Linked DNA regions of Anas platyrhynchos: region 2 is linked to region 1. Evidence: chromatin contacts called from public Hi-C data. All regions are on one chromosome and are shown on one strand. The core of a region is the stretch at or near the end of the contact, and the rest is flanking DNA. Distances in the headings are between cores, read along the strand shown. Region 1 overlaps SESN1 (sestrin 1). Region 2 overlaps ARMC2 (armadillo repeat containing 2).

Region 1 (5,385 bases), core at 834-3,333:
GCAGCTATATCTTTGAGGAGTTGTCATCTTCAATACCAGAGTGCTTTGTTTTTTCTAACTTGATGCTTTTATAAGTATGATTTTTTCTGAAAAATTGAATGAGGTATCTTAAGAGTTGTGGCACTTGTGATCAGCACCATGGGGATTCCTCTGTCCTGATCATTATTCAATAAGACAAAGGTCCTGGTGTTTACTAAGTCACTGTAAGACAATTCTGCAGCCTGTAGCCGAGTTCCAGAAAGCTTGTGTTTATGCCTTAACTCAGCGCTTCAAAACTCAAGGTCCTTTTAGCCCTGCAGGTGAAATCGCTGAGCTCCTAGGCAGCAGAACCTCATCAGATGTTCAGCCGTGCATAGAAATGTTTCGGTTCTGGAAGTGGGCGATGATTTCATGCCTCTGCTCAGGCTCGCTCTGCATCCACAGATAAAACCGTTTCCTCTGTCTCCTCTCGGCGCTCGGGGAACACGCTGTTCTTGGAGCGTGTTTATTGAAGACCTATCAGATGGGCTTTGCACAAAACAAAACAGAGCTACCCCTCCTACTCCTGAGTAACAGCTTCGTGGTTAGAGCATGCCCAAAGAGTGAGGACTCCAGGTTCGGGACCTTTTCTGCCCGAGGTGATTCACAGTCATGTCTCGTACATGCCTAGGCTCCCAAGGTGGGAGAATTGCAGTAGGTTTTGCTCTCATTTCTGGGCCAGCGAGCACCTTGGGGATTGCATGTGAAGCAGGACCAGTGCAGTAGGAAGTGCTGACAGCGTTGCCATCATTAAGCAGCTCAACTTTTGTGTTTTCGGGAGGAGACGTTGAAATGGCTTTGGGCTTATTAATAACTTGAACTTGGCCTTTATCTTACTAAAGGGATCTAACCACTGAGGTGAAAGAGCCAGTCTCTGGGCTTCAGGTTGTGGTCTTGAATAGATGCAGGTCCTTTTGGTGGTGGGCAGCAAGCCCTAGCACACTGAGAGATAAGGCTGAAGATGCACTCTGGTCTTCAGGGCTTCCTGATGGCTAATTTAGGTGGCTCCCAACTTGATCTGTAGGCTTTTGAGAATGCTAGTATAAGGTGCATTGCCCTCACAACCTTTATATAAATACAATAAATATTAGTGTTGCATTCCTTGGTGATAGACTGAAGTGCTCTGAGGTCCAGGCACTGAGAAAGTGTTGTTGTTCAGAGTATCATTGGACTTGTCTCTGCAGTGTAAAATTTGATCCTCTACTAAGATACTTCTTCTTTTAAATACTATTTAAAGGCTTCTATACCAGGTAACTACTTTTGTTGCATTCCTGTGGTAAGAACAAACATGAAACTTTCAGCCCACAAGCACTTGAAAAGGCAGTTGAAAATTGAGCTGTTTGTCATTTGTTTCTTGCACCTGTTTATAGTACGTAGTCTGTAATGAAAAAGGGCAAATTCTTTTTTTTTTTTTTTTTTTGGTACAAGGACATGTGTTTTTCCATTAGCGAAGGTTCTTTTTTAAAGCCCAAGAGCTTTTCTCTTCCAAATCTATGTCCATACTTCCACTTCACATCCCCTCACACATGAGGGCACTGTGGGTTCAGTCTTTCTTTACACTTGAATGGCTCTGCAGGGTCTTTGTGGGCGCCTGAACCAGAACTGGGTGTCCCTTGCATCTTATATTTGGGAGTTTGCCCTACTTATTTCTGGTTTTAGAGGAATACATGGTGATCTAGAAAGGAAAAGTAATTCAAAATTCCGGTGTTGTTTGTATATGACTTTGTTTTACAGTTTGGCACTTGCTCTTTGGTGGACTTTCAACTTGCTTTCCAAAGCCAGGTGCAGCAAGATGTAAATATGTAACCTGCACCAATGCAGCTGAGTGGCTGAAACAAAGTCCCAGAAGCAGCAGGATGGTGTGGAGGAAGAGCAAAACTGCATATGCTGTACTGAGTTTAATACAGGGTAAAGTTAAATTCTTCTCAAAGAGAAAAATGTAATCTTATTGCTATTAACGTTTACCCGTGTCAAGCTTTTTTACTTGACTGTACTGTACAGGAACTCGATCATTACCATTAAAAGAACCTGAAGTTCTTCCAAGTTTATATTCAGGCCAAATGAAGTAAGCCTTTAGCAAACATGCAACCAGATGACATAATAGCACATATTAAATGTGCCGAGGCCTTCTTGTTTCCCCATCCCCTAATTATATCAAACAATAGGAGCTGAAATACATGTCTCTTTAGTGACGCTGTCTTTCAACTCTGTTTAATAGCGCTTCATTCAAACACAGATCCATGTGCAGCTGTGTCTTACTCGCAGTGGATGGCCACAAGCATCCCAGAACTGCAGAGGTTCTGCAAGCAATGCTGTGAAAATCTGGAACCCGAAGAGCAAACGAGTCTTTCTCTGAGACTGATCTCACCGGGTATGCTGCAGCACTTCCCTTCCTAACAGAGCTTTCTGATTTAGGGGTTCTTCACATGACTGCCTGTGAACTAAAAACTACCATGTCTTAATGAAGTTCTGAGTAGCTCATCTGTAAAAACTGACTTGTCTGATTTGCTGTGTTAAATGGGAAATACATGGCCAGTTGCTGTGGCTGAATTGACAAGACTTTAACTCCCAGCCGTGGTAAATTGATTGTTTGCAGTTGTGTGAACTTATGGTAAAAGCTTGCCTTGATTTCTGTGTTAAAGCATGCCTACATGTTAAGGCATATATCCCATCATCTTCAAATACCTTTTCTTAAAAGATTTTGGAAAGGAAGGAAATGTAGCAAATGCCAAACACAAAGTGATGCTGTAGACAATTATTGGTTTAATCTCTTGGCACAAGATTAAAGAAGGTGGCAGATGATGGCCACTTCTTTCCCTGTTTTCCCACAAGGCTGGGCTAATAGTTTCCCCCAGCCCCCTCCAAGTGACATGAATTAGTTACACAATTCCTGGGGTGAATGTTTAGTGATGGCCTAGTTGTAAAAGCTTTTCTGAACGTCAGAAGTCTGGAGTATAAATACTGAACTTCAAAATGGTGTGGGTTTTTCAGTTCTTTTTGTTTGTTTGTTTCTGAAAAAACAACCAGAAAAATGGAGCAGGCTTCCTCTGTGACGATCCCTTCCCTCTTGTGAAATCTTAATCTTCAAAATATCAGATAAAGAAGCAAGAAATTGAAAACACGTGAAAATAAAAAGGTAGTTTTTCTTTTAAGGTTCAGTTATCAGCCTTCTTTAGAGGAGGGATGGACTGTATTTGGTTCTTTATTGTGTGTTGTTATGCCGAGTGTCTGGAAGCAGGGAAGGCAGGGGTGTAGGGAGATTGTGCTTGTGTAATGTCCAACTGCTAGTGTTTGATTTTTCTGTGCTGGAAATCTGGGAATCTCCCAAGCCTAAACTATGTTTATTAAAGTATTTTATCCCACAGTGACTTGTTCCATTGTGGGCCTAAAATGTTTGTCAGTGAGGCTGTTGGTTACCAGACCCAGCTGGATGGGTGACTAGTAGAGGCTTTAGTGACTATAGCTGGTCCTATGCGTGGAGCCAAGAGACTCCAGGAATAGCAGATGTAAAGAAAAAGTAACACACTCTTTGGGCTCCAACAATTTACGTCTTCCAAGTGTTACTTTATGAACTTTAACTTCTAAAAGAATAAAGTTTCAAGCTGAGGGGGATAACAGGCTTTTATCTCCAGCATTAGGCTTTTGTGGAATGAGGATCCCATTGCTTCTAGTCATTTCTTTTCTTTCTTAAGGTAGAAGAATATAACATGAGGTTTCAAGTTAATGACAGACGGAGTTGCACCTCTGGCTCGAGATCCATCCAGCCTCTCGAAGGGCTAAGGCTTTGGGTGAGATTGGAGCTAGGCAGAGCCTTGTGCAGAGGTGCTGGAGGAGCCATGCTCAGAACTGAGCAGGGATTGAAATGCATGCTGGTTGCCTTGTTCAGAGGTAAAACAAGAGGTGAAGTCTAGTTTCCACTTCTGAAGTGGGAAAGAGAGGTATCAGCTGGTGGAAGAGGGATCAGTGCAGTAGGTTGGGAAATTAGAAAAAAATTTCTTATGCTTGAGTCACCTCTCTTTCATTTAGGGTACATTTAGGGTAAGGAAAGTTCCATACTTAAGTTTGTAATTTATGTATTTATTTATTTATTGCATGAGAACATTTAAAAATAAGCAATATTTCTCAGTAAGTTAGAATTTTGTCTGGGTGCTTATATGGAGCAGTAGGGAATGGTATGAGGAAAAAGTATAGCGAATAGGGGAACATTTATGATCTTACTAAAATGTATCCACCTCTGGCTGCTTGTTGGGTGTTCTTTTCCATGAAAGTGCCCTGTGGAATGTGCAGATTTTAATGGACAAAATTTTCAAAACACTTTCTTTTGCTTGCTTTTAGCCTTTTAATAGTCTGATAGGGAGAAGTTCACTCCATGCTAGGTCGTTGAGATAAGAAAGCAGTAGAATCATCTCTCTCATGTCAATTTTGTACCAGCTTGCAGGTAACTCTGTACCATTGGAATGAAATAGTATATATCCTGCTAAGTCAGAAGAATACTTGGCAGTGAGGTATTAGGCATTTCACAAAGCCCTGTAACTTAGGGAAGTGTGGAACCTGTAAATGTTAGACTGGAAGAATTTGGAAATGAAAGCGGTGTGAGCAGTAACATCCATTTGATAAACATCTTTATGCTTGGCTAAAGATGGTTTTGTTTGTTTTTTAATGGTAGTGTTTTTGTTCTGTATGTCCAGGTTAATTAAACTTGCAGTAGATTATTGTTGTAGTCTTTTTAACCTACACCAGACCCTTCAATGTTTTCTCTATTAATTTTCTTTGAGGCATTGGAATAGGATGCCCAGGGAAGTGGTTCAGTCACCATCCCTGGAGGTCTTTAAAAGACATTTAGATGTAGAGCTCAGTGATATGGTTTAGTGGACGACTGGTTAGTGTTAGGTCAGAGGTTGGACTCGGTGATCTTGGAGGTCTCTTCCAACCTAGATGATTCTGTGAGGTAGACTGCCTCTTGGTGTCTGACTTGTGGTTTCTCTTTCCTGTCTGAGTCCTCTGTGCACAGACCAAGTTCATGTTTACATCTGATGCCTACTGTAGTTAGCAAATCCCAAGTCGAACTTTCAGTCTTTCCCGTCCCAAGTTTCTCATTAACTTTGTCTTCTCAATTGCTCTTGTGTGCAACTTTTGCCATCATCTTACTGTTTGCTTATAATATTCTTATAGTGCTCTGTATCTGAAATCTTGATGTTTTCCCTCCATTACTCTGAAAAGTGCTGCCCAGTCTTAGCACAACCCTCTTGTTTGTATTTGTCTCATGCTCAATTTGGTATTGTATTTAGGCTTGTCTTTAACTTCAAGACTTCCTACCCCAAATGCAAACGTGATTGAGTGACCTCAAGTTTTTTTTAACATCTGTGA
Region 2 (5,385 bases), core at 1,324-3,823, 82 kb after region 1:
TCAGTACTCAGAGGACACATGCAACCAATAGACAAGTTAATCAACTGTCCGTCTTCTGTATTGCTTTGAATTTTTAATCTAAGTGATTTCACTTCAATTATTTACTACTTAAAATGCTGTCAATCCTTTAAAAATTTTATTTGGAAAATGCGTAGAAGTAGGTCACAGAAAACAGGCTTACACACAATAATGCACAGACACATCAGAGGATTAATATATAAAAATCAAGAGATGAAAAAACTGACCTGCTGCTTCTGGTGTTTGCTTAGTAGGGCTAAAAATAAGACGTAACATCTGGAGCAGTCTGCTAAAGCTGCACAGAAGTCATCATAGGAAGAAAGTTTGCTACAAAGGTACAAAAATAAAATATAAATGAATACATGTACTTTTTTTTTTTCCCACAAAAGATTAAAAAAGTAAAACTAAAAATCACTCTGCTTTTGCCTCTCAGAGCCATGTTTTCCAACAAGTGGAATGAATGCCATTACTTTGACTTCTAATAAATTGCAAACAGTCACATATGACGATGAATTCTGGAAAGAAACAAATGTAAGGAGCTTCCCAACCTGCCTGCCATTTGACACAATAAATTAACAGCAGCACTTCTTAGTATTAAATGGAAGAACCATAAGGTGACATGGGAAGACAGACGAAGAGGAATAAAGGACTCCCTTCCTAACACAAGCCTAGTAGAGCCCAATGTCAGCACTGACAGAGCATCTCTCTCACCAACAAACATGGAGAACAAACCTTGCAGTCACAATATCTAATGTCCAATTACAGCAAGACTTACAAACTAAAAGAACTGAGGAATCTGAATAGATCTGAGCATGTTCTCCAAGGAAAAGCTGCCTAAAAGCTACTGAAAAAGAATAATTATTCCATATTACTGGAAAACAGAACAAAATTCAAATCTGTATTCCATACTGTATAGAACTTTTTTTTTTTTTTTTGGTGATTGCAATTTCCAGGAAGCTAATTAAATTGATTTTATGGCTAATTTGTATCCTTAGAGCATGCAGATCACTGAACGTAAGAAAAAAAAATTGAAGCAGCCGGAAATTTTAAATAAGACAAATTACTTTTTCTCCACGTTGAATTCTAGATCAAGTAGATGCCCCTGTCAGAAGTACAGTGCAATTACAAAAACATTACCTAACCAGCCACACTTTCCATGGTGTTTTACCAAGTAAAAGAAACACGCTCTCTTCTTAGAGGTAGATATGCTCTAACTGATCTGTAATCACAGCTAGAATTTTACTAATTTTTAGAAGTACTAATTTTACAAGAATTTTACTAATTTTTAGAAGTAAAATTAGAGAGACAAATGCAGACAAGGTGGCATGGAACTGAGGAACAATTCACACACCTTACAGAGAACACACAGAGCAAAGGAGCAGACTTTGCCTGTTTTTAACTCTGGGAAGGGAGGAATGACAGATTGTTGTGTAGCTGCTCTTCCAAGTGCAACCCAATCTCATCTATCAAGGAGAACGTGATGGATAATTTGGAGGGGCTGAATAAGGGGAAAAGTCCATACCAGGATGGCTGCTCAATGAATGTGGAGCCACAGGCAACATGACTCATGACAGTAACAAAGCAGCAACAGCAAACACTTCACCCAGAATGGCATTCATAAATTGTGTTCATAATCCAACTTCTCCTGAAATTGCCAACAATTAATTTCACAACTTCTATAAAATCCTCAAATTGTTTGTAAGTCCATTTAGCACTGGGTATTGCAAGCTTGTGCTTGGTAACTGGAAGCTTTTCAACTGAGAAACTATTGAGACTACAAAAGAATCTTTTGGGGGTGATTCACTCACACTGATCTCCCTCTACTAAAGCACATCTTGGGAAGCAGCCATTGAGCTGCCCATAAAACTGAGATTCTTTCAGTGCTTCCATCTGCACACTCAGGCCCTGATCCCACAGATTAATGTCCTCAAACAGGCTGTAACCGTTCAAAACAATGAGCATGGATTTATTTATTTTTTTTTTTACTGTATTTTACAATACAGTCCCCTATATAATTTAATATTGGGTAATTTCCTGCACCTTTTTAAAATCATGGCCTAAAATAGGATTAATCCTAAATAGGAGTAATCATTAAGTTAAATTGATTAAATTAATTGATAATTAACTTAATCATGAATCATTTATGCAATTCTAACATATTTGAAAAGGTACTTTAAAAATCTGAATCTGTGTGAATGGAGAGTGACACAATACAAGAAAATATTCTTACCTGGGAGAACGAATCCAAGTTTGTATGGATGATATTAAAGAATCCTATCAGTACAAGTAAAGACATTATTATAATATAAAATCATTAAAAACTATGCAGACCTTTTCAAAACCAATCTAATTAAATGAAAATAAACCTTCCAGTTTTAGTACCTGATGCTGCCCACTTTGAGGCCACTTGAAGGAGTAATGCTGACTTGACTGCAAGCAGAAATAGGCAGAATTGTGTTCCAAACTTACCTGAAAATCCTGACGATGTAGGTGCACACATCCTTATCGTTCAGACGTTGCTCTAGCGCCACACAGAGCTCAGAGACTGCACCGCTGCAAATGAGTTGGCATCTTGCCTGAGGTAAATCAGCCAAGTTTCGCAAAGTAGCTGTCAGCTGCGTACAGAATATTTAAAGAGTCATTAATCGTAGCTGTTTACTACAGAATCCATACTGTTTTGAAAGTTTCATAAAGCTCGGGTCTCATTTATAATGTCTCGGGCAGACCGAATATCCTGTTAATATTCTGCAGGTAGGTATTTGCCAATAAATCATAACAGGAAATGTGGAAGTAACAAAAGCGTGTATATTAAAATAAATGTTTGAAAGTGAAGGATTGATGCTGGTCGTTGCCTGCATGTACCCTCTTGGAGGAAAACACGTTCTTTCCCACGCATGGATATGACCACGTGTTAACTGGAAATTCAGTGAAATGCTGTGGGAACAGTTAATGTGATATGTTAAATAACATCTGATTTTGTAAATTTACATCTAAGCCTTGCAAATTAGTACTGATATCCAATACATATTTTGATAACTGTGAGTGACAAATGAAGATGAATTGTTAAATAAATTGTATTGAATTTTATATTTGATTAACAAATTTTCATCAAGGTCAAGAGAAATCTGGCATTCAATCAATATATAAATTAAAAGCTGAAGCCCAAGTTTATTTTGGAGGAAATGAAGTATTTTCACACTGTTCTATTTCAAGGAACTTAAAGCATAAAATAATCTATCACCTGTAAATATGCACAATGAATCAGCTACTGCATAGTTTGAGATGCTCTGGTTCTCTTCCTAGTTAAGGGTAGTTAAACACCAAGGTCAGACAGACAATGACATGTAAGTTAACTTTTGATCTAAACCAGAACCTATAAAATTAACATGAGATCATTTGTTTTAAAGTGAATAGGAACAGTCTTCAAATTTTCCTTATTTTAAGAGCCAAGTATTAAACCAATACGGGTTTAAATATAAGGCATAAAGACTATTTGTTCAAATTTTCTGTAATCACATAAAACTCTAGAAATGAAGTATTTCATCTCTGAGTTGTCCTGATTGCCCAGTGATATGCAATTGATCATTTGGAAGGAAAAAATCAGTCAAAGAGCAGGTTGAGTTGTTGCCTTTGAGCAGCTTTTGCTCATAGGTCACTAAGCACAACAGCAATTCGGTCCGTCCTCCAAAAGCTTTGCTGTCAATCTTAGCAAATTTGGCAAAAATGTACATGTCTTCATATACTACAAGTTTTAGGAAAGTTGCTTTTTGTCAGACAACAGGAACTTCTGCAAACAAAGTTATTTCTAACTAGCAAATAGTTTTCTCAGTGCTCTGCTGCTGTGCAGCAGCAACCAGATGTACGCATGGCACAGAAAAGCAGGAAGGAGCTCGAGGGCTGCTAAAAGTAGCTGATGTTGAGCCAAGAGAGCTGGAAGCACTGCTGGCTCAGGCATGTAACAAACTTCAGTGATCAATGCTTAAAGAATGCTTAACTCCGTTCAAATACTGCAGGTCATTTATTTTTATTAATACAAGGGAAAATCAAGGTAATTATAAACTTCCAAAATGCAAACTTCACAAAGGTACACTGTGGAGGAGTTACACTGTTAAGGAGGAGTTTTTGAATCTCTAGATTTGTAATGCTGAAGTAGAAAAACTACCTCAGGAAATTAATTAATACTAAAAAATAAATAAATCTACAGCAATTCAGACCAAGGCTGAAAGCCTTTTGCAAAGCAAAAATATTAGAGGAATCCAAAACACTTAGAAATGGACCCACATTGTAGGAGAGCTCTGTGATTCACTCTCTCAACCTAATCTGAAAAGTCTTTACACAATATCATAACCATCCACTTTGTTCCAGTCCTGCGGGACATCTACCAGTGGCTTTTTCTCCACCAGGTCTACCACAGCAGCACTAATTTGTGTTTTACTGTCTCAGCTCATGCTATCAAGGACTACTGTCTTGCATTTTTCCGTTTACTCACCATCTCATCTCTAGTTTCTAATGGAGTAATCCTTCTATTTTGTTATTTAAATGATAAAATTTCATGTTATCACCACTTCCCAAATAGAGCATTCCTTAAATCCTACAAACATCCAGAAATATTTTGTTGGAAATGGTCAGAAACCACTTGTTGCAAGAACCCTCCAGAAGTTCCGAACCATTTCAGATCAGGTACCTTCAGATTTACTGCCCGTGGAACACCTTGTTTTCATAGGGTAGTATGACTTACCCAGCGTACTTCCTCACTCTTTTTTTGTAAGATAGAAAATGAGTTCTTATGTTGCCTCTGTACATTTACAAACCCTAAAACCTTTACTGATGCACTTAAATTATCAAGAATTTTACTGTAAGTGACCAGCATCATACAATCTCTGCATGGCTTAGAAATAACAGCAATATTTACAAAGTACAACGTAAGTGAATGTGTGAAGTTAATGAAAATTGACTTGCATTTCCTCTAGTACTTTATCAGGGAATCTCAGAGTTCGTCATCATCAGAACTACAGAACTATCTTACAAAAAAAAAAAAAAAAAAAAAAAAAACAACAGTAAAGGCTAGACAGAAATGAAACTCGTATAGAAAGATGGTACAGTTAATAAAAAAAGAACAGTTAGTACAAACTGAAATGTCAAGACTCCAAATTACAAAATAACAGAAGCCAGCCAGCCAACAGATGAATTCAAGAGCTACTCTTAAGTTTTTCAACCAGACATGATTTGTGTAGAAATGCCTAACAAATGGCTCTAGCAATTTCCACCACCCCTAATCCTTATGTTGCCATGTGAAAGATCAAATTCACAAAACCAGGAAATTTAACAGCCGATAATTGCTATTTTTAAAGGGGAAGACATTTAAGT

Evidence for each region. Hi-C and Micro-C count contacts between places; a contact is called where the count stands out from the background.
Region 2: a contact with region 1 is called in a Hi-C map of subcutaneous adipose tissue, with 4 times the contacts expected there. The contact joins two enhancer-like sites. A contact is called at or near these places in 3 of 8 Hi-C or Micro-C datasets (liver, skeletal muscle and subcutaneous adipose tissue).

The regions. Positions count from the first base shown.
Region 1 is chr3:73,282,703-73,288,087 of IASCAAS_PekinDuck_T2T, forward strand. All of the region lies in intron 2 of SESN1 (sestrin 1), which reads left to right. Among named protein-coding and RNA genes, the nearest start is that of CEP57L1, 17 kb to the left of the region's middle. Within about 2 kb of position 2,084, at least 4 of the 8 cell types and tissues checked have an H3K27ac peak or open chromatin away from gene starts, as enhancers often do. A contact at or near this core is called in subcutaneous adipose tissue, where this site is marked.
Region 2 is chr3:73,364,053-73,369,437 of IASCAAS_PekinDuck_T2T, forward strand. It overlaps ARMC2 (armadillo repeat containing 2), which reads right to left. Exons shown (of 21, transcript XM_072036130.1): 14 at 2,488-2,633; 15 at 246-345. Among named protein-coding and RNA genes, the nearest start is that of ARMC2, 41 kb to the right of the region's middle. Within about 2 kb of position 2,574, at least 1 of the 8 cell types and tissues checked has an H3K27ac peak or open chromatin away from gene starts, as enhancers often do. A contact at or near this core is called in subcutaneous adipose tissue, where this site is marked.